2 separate regions of the Astyanax mexicanus genome follow, and region 1 is linked to region 2. A link is a contact called in public Hi-C data. All regions are on one chromosome and are shown on one strand. Each heading gives the region's core, a stretch centred on a gene start, on an enhancer-like site or on the middle of the called end of the contact. The rest is flanking DNA. Distances are from core to core; before and after follow the strand shown.

What was found. A called contact is a pair of places that touch in the nucleus more often than the background predicts.
Region 1: a Hi-C map of muscle shows a contact between it and region 2, with 9 times the contacts expected there. The contact joins the enhancer-like site here to the promoter of LOC103036023 in region 2. A contact is called at or near these places in 2 of 3 Hi-C or Micro-C datasets (both in muscle).

Annotation. Positions count from the first base shown.
Region 1 is chr4:26,333,045-26,339,856 of AstMex3_surface, forward strand. LOC103036023 (rho GTPase-activating protein 12) reads left to right here. Exons shown (of 17, transcript XM_049476805.1): 3 at 3,801-4,040; 4 at 5,744-5,875; 5 at 6,481-6,579. Among protein-coding and RNA genes, the nearest start is that of LOC103038215, 39 kb to the right of the region's middle. Within about 2 kb of position 3,382, the one cell type or tissue checked has an H3K27ac peak away from gene starts, as active enhancers do.
Region 2 is chr4:26,286,008-26,292,313 of AstMex3_surface, forward strand. LOC103036023 (rho GTPase-activating protein 12) reads left to right here and starts at 3,360. Exons shown (of 17, transcript XM_049476805.1): 1 at 3,360-3,542.

The DNA.
Region 1 (6,812 bases), core at 2,132-4,631, 47 kb after region 2:
CTCACACACAGAACACACACGCTCAAACACACCCCACACTTTCTCACGATGGCGTTAAGGGTGGTACACTCTGCTCACTAATGCTTTTCAAAATCTTTTAAGTTCTCTGTTGACTGTTGTGTACATGACTTCCCTTTTTCCATTTCCTGTTTTTTTTTTTCTTTACATTTCTGTTAAGATGTAATGATATACAAAACAGATCCTGAATATTCTGTGGTTTGTTGACCTCATGTTTCAGTAACAGAAGCCCCCAAATGTTTAAAACGTACCCAGATTTATTTTCATTTTGTTTGATAATGCTTTCCAGTTCCAGTTGCAGTTTATTCCTTCTAGTACTGTAAAGCAACAGTAGTGTTTTAATAAAACATATAAATAAATGTTAATAAATGTAATGGTGTATTATGAGGACATACAGTGAGTCCAAGAAGTATTTGATCCCTTGCTGATTTTCTTCGTTGGCCCACTAATAAAGACATGATCATTCTATACTTTTAATGGTAGATGTATTCTTACATGGAGAGACAGAATATTAAAAAGAAAATCCAGAAAATAAATCTAAGGAATATATATTAATTGATTTGTATTTCATGGAGTGAAATAAGTATTTGATCCCTTAGTATTCATTAGCAGTTCTGGCTTTTACAGACCAGTTAGACACTCCCAATCAACTTGTTACCTGACCTGAAGCCACCTGTTCTCACTAATCACTTGTGTGAAAAACACCTGTCCACAGAATCAGACAGATCACACAGATTTCAAGTCTCCAACATGGGTAAAACCAAAGAGCTGTCACAGGACCTCAGAGTCAGAATTGTTGACCTTCACAAAGCTGGAATGGGCTACAAAAAGATTAGTAAGGTGTTGGATGTGAAAGTAACAACTATTGGTGCAATTATCAGAAAGTTTAAAGAGTATAACATGACAATCAACAGACCTCGGCCCGGTGCTCCAAAGAAGATTTCGCCTCGTGGGGTGGCAATGATGCTGAGAACGGTCAGAAATCGTCCTGCAACCACTCGGCAGGAGTTAGCAAATGACCTGAAGGCAGCTGGGACCACAGTTTGCAAGGAAACAATTGGCAACACTTTGCGCAACAATGGATTCACATCCTGCAGTGCCCGAAAGGTACCCCTGCTGAAGAGAGCACATGTGGAGGCGCGCCTCAAGTATGCCAATGATCATTTGAAAGATGAACCAAGTTATTGGGAGAAGGTTTTGTGGTCAGACGAGACCAAAATTGAACTTTTTGGCCTCAACTCCACCCGCCATGTGTGGAGGAAGAAAAATGCTGCCTATGACCCCAAGAACACTGTGCCCACCGTCAAGCATGGAGGTGGAAGCATAATGTTTTGGGGGTGTTTCTCTGCCAAGGGTACAGGGCTACTTCACCGCATCACTGGGAAGATGGATGGAGCCATGTACCGCACAATCCTGAGGGACAACCTCCTCCCCTCTGCCAGGGATCTGAAAATGGGCCATGGTTGGGTCTTCCAACATGATAACGACCCTAAACATACAGCAAAGGCAACAAAGGATTGGCTCAAGAAAAATCACATTAAGGTCATGGAGTGGCCCAGCCAGTCGCCAGACCTCAATCCGATCGAAAATCTATGGAGGGAGCTGAAGGTCAGAGTTGCCAAGCGACAGCCCACCAACCTTCATGATTTAGAGAGGATCTGCAAAGAAGAGTGGGCCAAAATTCCCCCTGGTGTGTGTGCTAAACTTGTGGTTAACTACAACAAACGTCTCACCGCTGTGCTTGCAAACAAAGGCTTTGCCACTAAGTATTGAGTGTGTTTGGCAAGAGGGATCAAATACTTATTTTCCTCATTGAAATACAAATTAATTAAAATATATTCTTTAAAATTATATTCTGGATTTTTGTCTTGATATTCTGTCTCTCCATGTTAGAATATATCTACCATTAAAAGTGCAGAAGGATAGTGTCTTTATTAGTGGGCAAACAAAGAAAATCAGCAAGGGATCAAATACTTCTTGGACTCACTGTAGATGTGACCTACAATTATAAGTTTCCTTTAATTTAAGAGCCAGGGTTCTAGAGTAGCCAAAACCTAAAGTAAAAGTACTGTTACTTCAAATAATACTTACTCAAGTAGAAGTAAAGTTGTAATTTAAATTATTGCTTGAGGAAGTGAAAGTATTCAGTAAGTCACTTCCATAATCTCATTTAATATTTAAATAGAAAAAAAAATTGCAGTCCTTCCTTGTCCACTAGGGGTGTGACGAGACACTAATATCACGAGAACGAGACGAAACACGATATTGGGTTCATGAGAACGAGACAAGATTTAAAAGTAAAATTTTAAAGAAAATGTCAAAAATGAGTTTTATTTGACAAAATCATATAACACAAACTTAACAGACTGGTTTCTCTCACACATTGATTCTATATAGAAACCACAACCAGTCATATTAAGATTATGGTTTGTGTTTTTTTCTCCTAAATCTCTTGTAATTTAATTCGTAACCATAACCAGTTAGATTAAGACTATGCTTGAAGTGCAAACAGAGACAGAACATGTTTTTAATACAGTACAGAGCTAAGGGATTAGTACAACTGCATATGAAACAGTCACATGTAGGATTTACTTACAGTATTTACATATGGTTTGTGTCTTGTTGGTCACTCTGTTACCGTTTATTGTTTCCACTGGAGCCAAAATGCAGCCAGACATACAACTTAAAAGTAGCAGAAGGATCTTCTATACAAATCCCCTAATTTTTCTCTTCTGCTGAGAGCTGCTCTTGCTGCTCAGCCATCATACTCTATCGCTATCGCTACTGGGTTGCCAGATCCCTCTTAAATCTTAAAAGTCCACACTGTTTTTTTGCCCCGCGAGACAGGTTTAAGCCTGACGAGAAATATTGTCTGTTTTAATCTCGCGAGATCTCGTTAAAACAACTTCTAAAAGTACAATTAGTTCAAAACATTACTTATTGACTAGCAGAGTAAATGTAGCATGTAGAACAAGCCCTGTTAGAGTAGCAGGGGGTGTGTTAAAATAGAGTGCAAGGACCAGGATTGAGAAACACTGATCTGTATAAAAATCTATATCTCTATAATCTCACAATAACTACCATACTTCAGAGAAATTTGTTTGGATTATTTATTTTTCATTTTATCCCATTTTCTACCAAATTTGAAAGCAAATTACCCCATCCACTTATTAGGAGCCTCCCTATCACTAGCAATGCTCTTAACACCAAAAGGGTGTAGGCTAACACATGCTTCCTCTGATCATGTGAAGTCAGACTCCTCCTCCTTTCCAACTGCAGCCAGTAAAGCATTACTGCATAGCCAGCGCTGTGACTGAGCTCACATACATCAGCTAACAGACGGCTGTGCTGGCCCACATCACACTGGGGGTGATGAGGGGAGAGTGCACCATTTACCCACCCAGAGAGAGCATGGCCAAATGTAGTCTCTCAGACTCCGGCTGCTGATGGCGAGCAGCCATCGGAGGTGGGATTTGTAAAAGAAGTCCTCAAATCATATTGGCAGTGCCTTAGTCCACTCAATGACACAGAGTCCTGTAATAAACGTATAATAGTGACTGATCACGTGAACACAACATTAACTGTGTATTATTGGGTTACAAAAATATAGGTCTTTATTGCACCATGTTTTCCTCTGTACAACTGCATGCACCGATCACAATGATTTTACCGCTCAAACTGTTCCATATCAAAACACATTTTTAGGATGAAGTAGATTCCGGTGTTTGAATGTTGATCTGGTTATTGTGTGTGTGTGTGTGTGTGTCTGTCTGTGGGGTCAGAGGTGTTCTGACTCACCTGTCTACACTAACCTGCAGGATTTGAAGATCTCGCAGTCGTCTCAGCCGCCACTGCCCTCGTCCTCTCCGCTCAGCATACATGGAGACTGGGAGACGCACAAAGATCCGAACGGCCGGATCTTCTACTACAACCGCGCCACCCAGGAGAGGGCATGGAAGCCCCCGCGGGCACGGGACTGCAACACCAAGGAAAAACCGGACAACACAAACACAGAGCCTGAGGTACCGTTTTTGAAAAAGAGTCTCCAGCCCTTTTCCCAAAGCTCTACTCTTCTATTGAGCTTAACATCTACCTACATCTAACACACATCTAACACAGATCTAACATCCACGTGTAATATTATATATTATAGCACGGTTACGATCTGTTTGGTTATAAACACTCCGCAAGTTAAAATAGTTCCATTGCTGCTCTGTTTGTAGCAGCGCTGTTTGGCTTTTAAGCGCTGCATCATTGCTGCGTTACCTGTATGTGGTGGAGTAATACAATGAGAGTTTCTGGTACAGTGCATTACCGCCTCTCAGCCAATCACATTACAGATTTGGAACTAACTGTGGTATAAATAATGTTATACAGGGGTTGGACAATGAAACTGAAACACCTGGTTTTAGAGCACAATAATTGATTGTGGTGACGGACAGTTCTGGTGGAAACAGGAGAGTTGAGGTGCACATTGAATTCTGCCATGATTTGATCAGCCGTGGTTTTATGTTTTTTGGGTACAATCCGGGTTAGCACCCGAACATCCCTTTCAGACAGCTTCCTCTTACAGCATCCACAGTTAATCCTGTTGGATGTGGTTGGTCCTTCTTGGTGGTATGCTGACAATACCCTGGATACCGTGGTTTTTGATGCATCACAAAGACTTGCTGTCTTGGTCACAGATGCGCCAGCAAGATGCGCACCAACAGTTTGTCCTCTTTTGAACTCTGGTATGTCACCCATAATGTTGTGTGCATTGCAATATTTTGAGCAGAACTCTGCTCTTACCCTGCTAATTAAACCTTCACACTCTGCTCTTACTGGTGCAATGTGCAGTTAATGAAGATTGGCCACCAGGCTGCTCCTATTTAGTCATGAAACCTCCCATATTAAAATGACAGGTGTTTCAGTTTCATTGTCCAACCCCTGTATGTAATCATCACAGTCACTGTCATTTAACGTTTTTACATTACATTACATGGTTTTATCCAGAGTGACTTACAAAGTTATTCTTATTACAGAGGTGGACCAATGTAGTGTTAGGAGTCTTGCCCAAGGACTCATATTGGTGTAGCACAGCATTCAGTCACCCAGACCTGGAATTGAACCCCAGTCCCCACATGTGGTAGCTCACTGACAGGTGGTGGTGTTATCCACTGCACCACACCAACGACAATGTATTTTTGAAAATAGTTTACATAATGCTTTTATATGTACCATACGATAATAATTGGTGGAACTACAGCCTTTAGGTTAAAACGTATAGACCCAAACCTATAGAACTGTTCTCAACACATTTCTTTAGTTCCCGGGGCTCTATAAAAACACAAGCCCATGCATGCCCCCACCACACACACACACATACACACACACTCACTTTCAGCCTCCTGAATGATTGCTCAGTTCAATGCTGTAGTGCATGATGGGATAGCATACTGACCTCAAATCACCCTGGGTCTCATAATCTACTACTGTCTAATCTAACTCTTTCTCTGATGTGTTTCTTCTCTTATTGCGGTGTGGATGTGCAGCATGTAGTTTTCGAGCGTTGTAATAACACTAATACGTTGCTGTTGGTGATGGAATGGATGATTTATTTAATTATTTATTTTTTAATGATTGCCTCCTCCTCCTGTATCCTCTCACTCCTTTCCTCCTTTCTTTTTTCTTCCCCCTCTTTCTTCTTACTTCTTCCCGCTGGTCTGTGATTGCCTGGGTGAAGGTTTTCTCGTCGGAGGAGAACTATCTGAGTAGCCAATCAGATAGCCAGTATGGCTCGCCCCCTAGAGGCTGGTCAGAAGAGCTTGATGAGTATGGACATACGCTGTATGTGTCTGACTATACTAATGAGAAGGTATACACCCACAGACACAGATACACTAACACTGATAAAGAGCAGCTAGTTAAGCAGTAGGGCTGCAACGATTATTCAGTATAATCGATAATGTTGATTATAAAATTTGTTGACTGCAAATATCAGTGTAGAATAATGATTACTTTGGGCACAGAAATGCAGGAGAGGAAAAAGGGGGAGGTGGGCTGCTCACACAGATTACACTCAACTTGGTCTGTGTCTTCAAAAGTGCCCAAACACAACAGATTATATGTATTTACTCACATTTACATATATTCTGGGCATTTAAATGGGAATTAAATGACACTTTTAGGTGTTTCTATTTTATCATTTTGAAGAAATTGAGGGCTTGGTAGAAATAATTGTTAACTTATTAAAAAAAATTGCCAACTACCAAAATAGTCATTAGTTGCAGCTCTAATGAGCAGTGGGATCTAACAGTCTGAAACTACTGTTTTTAAAATGAAAAGTGTAAGGGGAAAAAGTTGTCATGGACATGGTCAGTGTCACCAAATTTATTTGTTTTTGCTTCTTGTAGCTTTTTTCTTTTGTCCCTAAAAGTTTACAAGTGTGTTTGTTGTGTGTGTGTGTGTGTGTGTGTGTAGTGGATTAAGCACACAGATGAACAGGGGCGGCCGTATTACTACAGTGCAGACGGCTCCAGATCTGAGTGGGAACTTCCAAAAGTGAATTTGAGAAAACAGGTAAGTGTTTACTAGGACTGGAAATTTTCAGTACCAATTTTCAATAAAGACAGGCACCAAAAAAATTTTTTTTTTTTTTTTTACACCATTCTGTATTAGTGTGACATTTCAGTCGGTGCTTTTGATATCAAATTTTGATTACCTAACCCTAGTGTTTATCAGTGCTTTATGTTTACAACTTACTGTGGTTCGTTACATAAGAGTTGAGTTGAGTTGGATTTGTTGTTTTTTTT
Region 2 (6,306 bases), core at 2,110-4,609:
AATAGATATTTTTTTTAAATAAGAACATTAAATTGCCATTATGAAAAAACATAAAGAGAATAAAACCACGACTGGGATTCAAACTAGGCTTCCATCCGGTGTTCTGTCGAGTTTTGCTACCCTGTCAAACCGTGCTATCATAGTGTATATTTAAATGTAAAACTAGTAATCTAAAGTGTTGCTATTTCCGATCCAGTACACACATAAAAGTTAAATATCTAAGTCACTGTGCGTTACTATTTTTATCATTTTCTTAGTAAAAAGATAGTGTAGCGTCCGGCTGGTTGCTTTGAGAAAGATGTTTACAGTCGTCGCTTTATTGCTGAAACTTACAATGGTTGCTATTTTTTTAGATGACCCTGGTTAAAAGAGCCCCTACCAGGGGTCCCTAGAAAACAGAAAGGCCTACCATTACAGGGCCCTTGATCACGAGGGCCCCTGCTATGGCTCCCTTATCTTCCATAGAAGTCGTTTGCCACGGCTCCTTGACTTTCTAGGGACCTACAAACTGACAGACAAGCTTCCATATTTCATAACAGATGTTTTGTTGCAAATAAAACTGCGATTCAGGCTTTACTTAATGGTTCTGAATTTGTATTGTTTTAAAATGATAATGTTCTAGTTCTCTTAAGCGAAGAGACACAAATTAATTTATTTATTTGATGAATGCTATCTTTGACACCGATTAAATTGAGTGAATGTGGCCCAGGGTGTGACAACAAGCCATTTGACTAGTTTCATGTTTCCCCTTTAATAAACAACAGTAAAGAGACCAGTGGTCACTCTATAGCTCTGAAGGAATGCATGAAAGGAAAAGTGCCTTTTCATACTGCAAGCTAATTTTACTGAGCAGCACAATTTGATTTGGTGACAGATGATGAAACAGCAAGTGGTTTTGTTGTAGTAGCTGTGGCTGCGTATGCGTGTAACCCTGATATTTTTTAGATTATTTATTGGAAAACATTTTATTCAGCTTGTTATTCAATGACTATTCAATGACATTTTGAAACGACTTACATGTTTCGAGGCAGTATAAAGGGGTCCCGACAATAATTAAACTTGATTTAATATTATTAACACAGCAGGGGGACCCAGACTATCCTTAATCTGTCCTTGGTTTGTACTTGGTACCTTGGTTTTAGTATTGGTTTGGTATTATTATTATTATTATTATTATTATTATTATTATTATTTGTATTATTATTGTTATAAATTGCGTGTGTATAAGAGCACCAACCATTTAAAATCTTTAAAGGAACATTGACTAAAGTTCAGTAATACAACCCTAACCGATGTCTATGAGACAATATTAACTAAAGCTTATTTAAAGTAGTGATAGTAAAAGTAGGTGTTATGGGAGATCAAATAGTTGATTCAGAAAAAGGTTCGATATAGTAAGATGTTTGAATTTTCATCCACCACAGTGACATCTGGTGGGCAATCAGTCACCAAGTTCAAATAATCCCAAACAGCAGACCATGGTCTTTTTGAGATTCTTCCATCACACGCTGCTAATAGTTTGACAACTTATGAGTAATAAATAATAAAGCAATACAATGTGCGATTTTTCCTCACAAAAACGTTGCAATGCTTTGCATCTCTTTTAAAATGTGGCAATGTTGTCATATATCATGTTTACAGTTCTGAGATCAGATATAAGACTTTTAAACTCTTATTTATTTATAAACCATTGAGGACAAAACATTCGGATCTCAGTTCAGCTGCTTGCACTTTTTTTAGGAGCAAAATGTGCAAAAAGATTAGAAACATTTTCAAACTGTGTGATATAACGAAACCTGTTTTTGGACAATCACATGGATTTTTTTTCATTTTGATACAGACTTTCATCAAAATGAAAATGTATTGGATCACTGTGGTTTAAATAAATCGATTAAGTTCTAATCTGAATTTTGAGTTTGACAACACTAGTTTAAAGTTTGTTTCCCCATCATCATTATTAAAATATGTAATGCAACCACAATTCAGCATTAATTTAATATTCTTTGCAATCTGGGACAACACAAACTCTGTATTATTCTGGCCTACAGAGCAGGTGTCTAAACAATATATTATGGTGTAGGTATTTAGCAACCAGTGTTAGGATCTCAATCCCATGCTTTAGGTTCTTATTCCCACGCCTTAGTATCACATTTCCATGCCTTTATAAGTTGTGGCCATGCTTTTTTTTGTCACCTTAGGGGCTCCATACACATTAGATAAAATGATCAAAAACATAAATTTGTATTTTTTCCATACAAATATAATCCAAAAGTCACCCATCTCAGAGAGAGAATCACACATGTAACCTTATATGAACTGTACCTACACTACCGCTTAAAAGTTTGGGATCACAGTGAATTTTTTCTTGTTTTGATAGATAGATAGATAGATAGATAGATAGATAGATAGATAGATAGATAGATAGACAGATAGACAGATAGATAGATAGATAGATAGATAGATAGATACTTTATTTATCCCGAAGGAAATTTAGGCATCCAGCAGCAACAACACAATACAATAAGAAACATTTCAAACATAAATTAAAACAAAAAATAATAGAAAATATATAAGGCTATAAAAAAAACTTTCTATACAAGGTAAAGATATATCTGTAAACGGAGCAGTGCAGTAGATGTTGCTAATGGTCATTAAATAATTAAATAATTAACAGAGCAAAGTGCAATGTGCAATGACATCGATTATGAAAGTGACTGATGTGACGTGGAAATATAATATAAATATGCATCCATAACAAATATAGTTCTAAAAAGAGAATGTGAAAAAGTGAATACCCAAGCATGAGTAAAGTGTACTTGAATGTAAGTGAGGTTGGGGAAGTGTTAGTGTAAATAATTAAGGGGTTGAATAATGTGGTTTAAAATAAAGCAAATAAACAGGACATGCACAAATGATCAGAGTAAGATATATTGATTTTAATGAAAATGATGACTGTGTACTTTAAATGTTGCTTTCATCAAAGAAGCCACCCTTTGCAGCAATTACAGAATTGCTGACAGTAGGAATATGAGAACATTTTTATTCTTTAAATATCATCTGATACACTTAAATTGATTGTGAAATGGACAATATTGCTTGTAAACTGCATAAAAATGTGTTTTTCTTCCAAACATAGGGAAATTTACAAGTGATCCCAAATTTTTGAGCAGTAGTGTAGGTAGTAAGCTATTAGTAAGTTATTTTACTAACTAATGAACTTTTTGACTTGTTATCCCCCTTGTGTACTGTTGCATCCCCCCTTCAGTCAGCGCGCGAGGGCGCTGCCGCTCAAACACTGGACGACTGGCCGCTCTACATTCCTCACGAGCGGGAGCGCGCCGCCGCTGCCGCCGCGGGTGCGCGCTCGGGAAAGCTGGGGCGAGCAGGCTCCAGGAGTGACGGAGCGCTCGGAGTCGGTGCTGCGGGAAACTGGAACTTACAAATCGTGTGCTGGAGAGGCCGTCTGTAAACAGCCTGTAAACGGGAGGAGAGGACCGAGGACTGCTGTAGCGTCTCTGGAGCCCAGGACAGGAAAAGTTAAGGTAGTAATAAACCTTAGTTTTGTTGCTAATTAACGTTATATGTAAACTAACTAGCTAAGTTAAGTTCCGAGCTCCTAAAAGTACAGCTCCGGATTAATTTAGGGTCGTTATTACTGTTTTTAGACGTTTTGATAAAAAAAAACAGGTTAAATAAAGCAGGTTAGTCTGGCGCGATTTATAAAGATAATAGGTTAAATCTAATGTATTGATTTAAGTCGTTCAGATAGTGAGTTCTGGGTCGAAACTCGGGTTTCCTTCCCGGAGGAATGAGAGAGAACCTGTTCCATCATGTCCGAGCTGAGCCTGGGACTATATTATAGTTAAGTAGCCTAGTCAGGTTAAGTTATATGGCTTGATGAATCAAGATACTCTCTTGGAGGTGGTGTTCGTGATGAATCCAGGCCTAAAAAAGTACAGAATCCGCTCCGGTAATGCGCTATCCATGTTGTTGTTAAGTTTAAATCATGAGGAAATATATACACTTAAACACAAGAACTGATCTGATCCGATCCGCATGAGCTGATGTGAAAGTGTAGAATCCAGTCCGGGGTTTTGTTCCAACTGTTGGAACAAAACACGGAGTGGAGTTTAAGGACCTGGATTTACCACTGTTCGTCTCAGGTAGCGAATTAATTATATTATCTGGCTGTTTTTTTGCGTTTTTACCACCCACGGCTATTTTATCGTCGAAATAACACGTTAAACGACCAACCTATTCTGTTAGTTTGTGTTACTTATAAAAAATTAAGCGCGCTAGAACTGTCAGACCAACTTTTTTTGGCTACGTTAGCTTAGCCAGCTAGCTAACAGCACTTGCACAGGTGAGCAAGCTAGCTAGCTTAGCTTAGGTGGCTAGCGTTAGCATTACCTAGGTAGGTTAGCTTAGCTTTCTACAAGACTAAATCTATTCCTGGCTCTAATTATGAGGATAAAATCGTGAAATTTTCCTTGTTTAAACACTTTACTTAAGTTTCTTTTAATTTCTCTGAACTTAAAATCCCGGCAAGCTAGACAGCTAAGGACTTACTTAAACACAAAAACTGTTATTTTGACATTAGCTAGTAAGCTTAGCTAGCTGCTAAGTTACTTGGTTTCCATGGTTATCAGTTAGTTAGCCATCTATTCCATCATTAAGATTTTAAACAGGACATTTCTGTAAAAAGAAAACTGTATTATTGTCATATTAACCATTTCAGACCTGACTTAAAGCTTTGGAAAAAATAACAGACCACTTAAAAGTGACAAGTTTTTAGATTTTACCAAATTGAAAGCCTCTGAAATATAATCAAGAGGAAGATGGATGATCACAAGCCATCAAACCAAACTGAACTGCTTGAATTTTTGCACCAGGTGTAAAGGCATAAAGTTATCCAAAAGCAGTGTGTAGGACTGGTGGAGGAGAATTAAAAATCAGGGTTGTTCCACCAAATATTGATTTATGAACTCTATAAATATGACCTTGTTTTCTATGCATTATTTGAGGCCTAAAGGCTCTGCATCTTTTTTTTGTTATTTCAGCCATTTCACATTTTCTGCATATAAATGCTCTAAATGACAATATTTTTATTTGGAATTTGGAAGAGATATTGTCCGTAGTTTATGGAATAAAACAATAATGTTCATTTTGATTAAACATATGCATATTAATAGCAAAATCGGAGAAATTGATTCAGAAGTAGTCTTTTAAGTTTTTTCAGAACTGTATATTCCAATGGTGGAAAAACATAAGAATGCTGTTTTCTGTCTGTAAGGCTACGTTTACATTACCAGGCTAAAGTGACTCAAATCAAATTTTTTTGCTCAATGTGGCTCAGATCTGATTTTTTATGGCTGTGTGAATGTGCCAAATCAGATGTTTCAAATCAGATTTGAGTCACTTTCATATGTGGTCCTAAATCAGATTCATGGGCATGCGGCATGAATGTGAATGTATGAATCGGGATTTAATGTGTCTTTTTGCCTTTGTGTGCTGCATGCTTCTCTCTCTTACCCACACATCTCTTGGTGCAGCTGTGTAGCTATAGCTGCAAAAACAGCAAATGCAAGCCGTCTGGCCTTTTTTCTCCATGGATACTTCAGACCAGCTGTTGATTCTCCACTCTAGCAAAAAATGCTCCACATACGAGCTGCTAACTCATCCATTTCCCTTTATAAAGCTAGTCGTCTCTCAAATGACGTTTTTTTTGTTGTTGGTGAAGAAGGTAATGTTGAACAAAAAGTGAAAGTGGAACAGTGGGATAGAGGAGGAAATGAGGGAAAGATGGAAATGAGGTTGGAAGTGGTTTAGTTTGTTAGGGGTGTTACGATATGTCTATAAATGCAGTTTTCGTGGCAGGCATACTTATATGTCTTTTCATGGAACAACACTGCACATGAGACTCGATTGACTCTTTATTAATACCATTATTTAAAAACTATCATTTATTTCTTTTTGCGTAGTTTAGTTTCAGTTTTTGTACAGTTTGTTGAATGTTAGCAAGCAAAATAATGCAACATGCAGTGTTTTATGTTAATTTATTATTATTATTATTATTATTATTATTAAGTTTCAAGAAATTTCAGGAGAAATTTTCAATTTCAACTTGACTAATGTTTATTAGTAGTGTTGGTCAGTGGTTACTTGCTTGAACTCTAAAAGGAATGGTTCACTGAAAATTCAAATTTTACTCAAATGTGCCCTCACCAGAGAACAGTTTGTCAGCTGTATGCGGTGTCTAACATTTGTTTGTTTATTTCTGCAAATGGAGCCACAAAGCTAATGGAG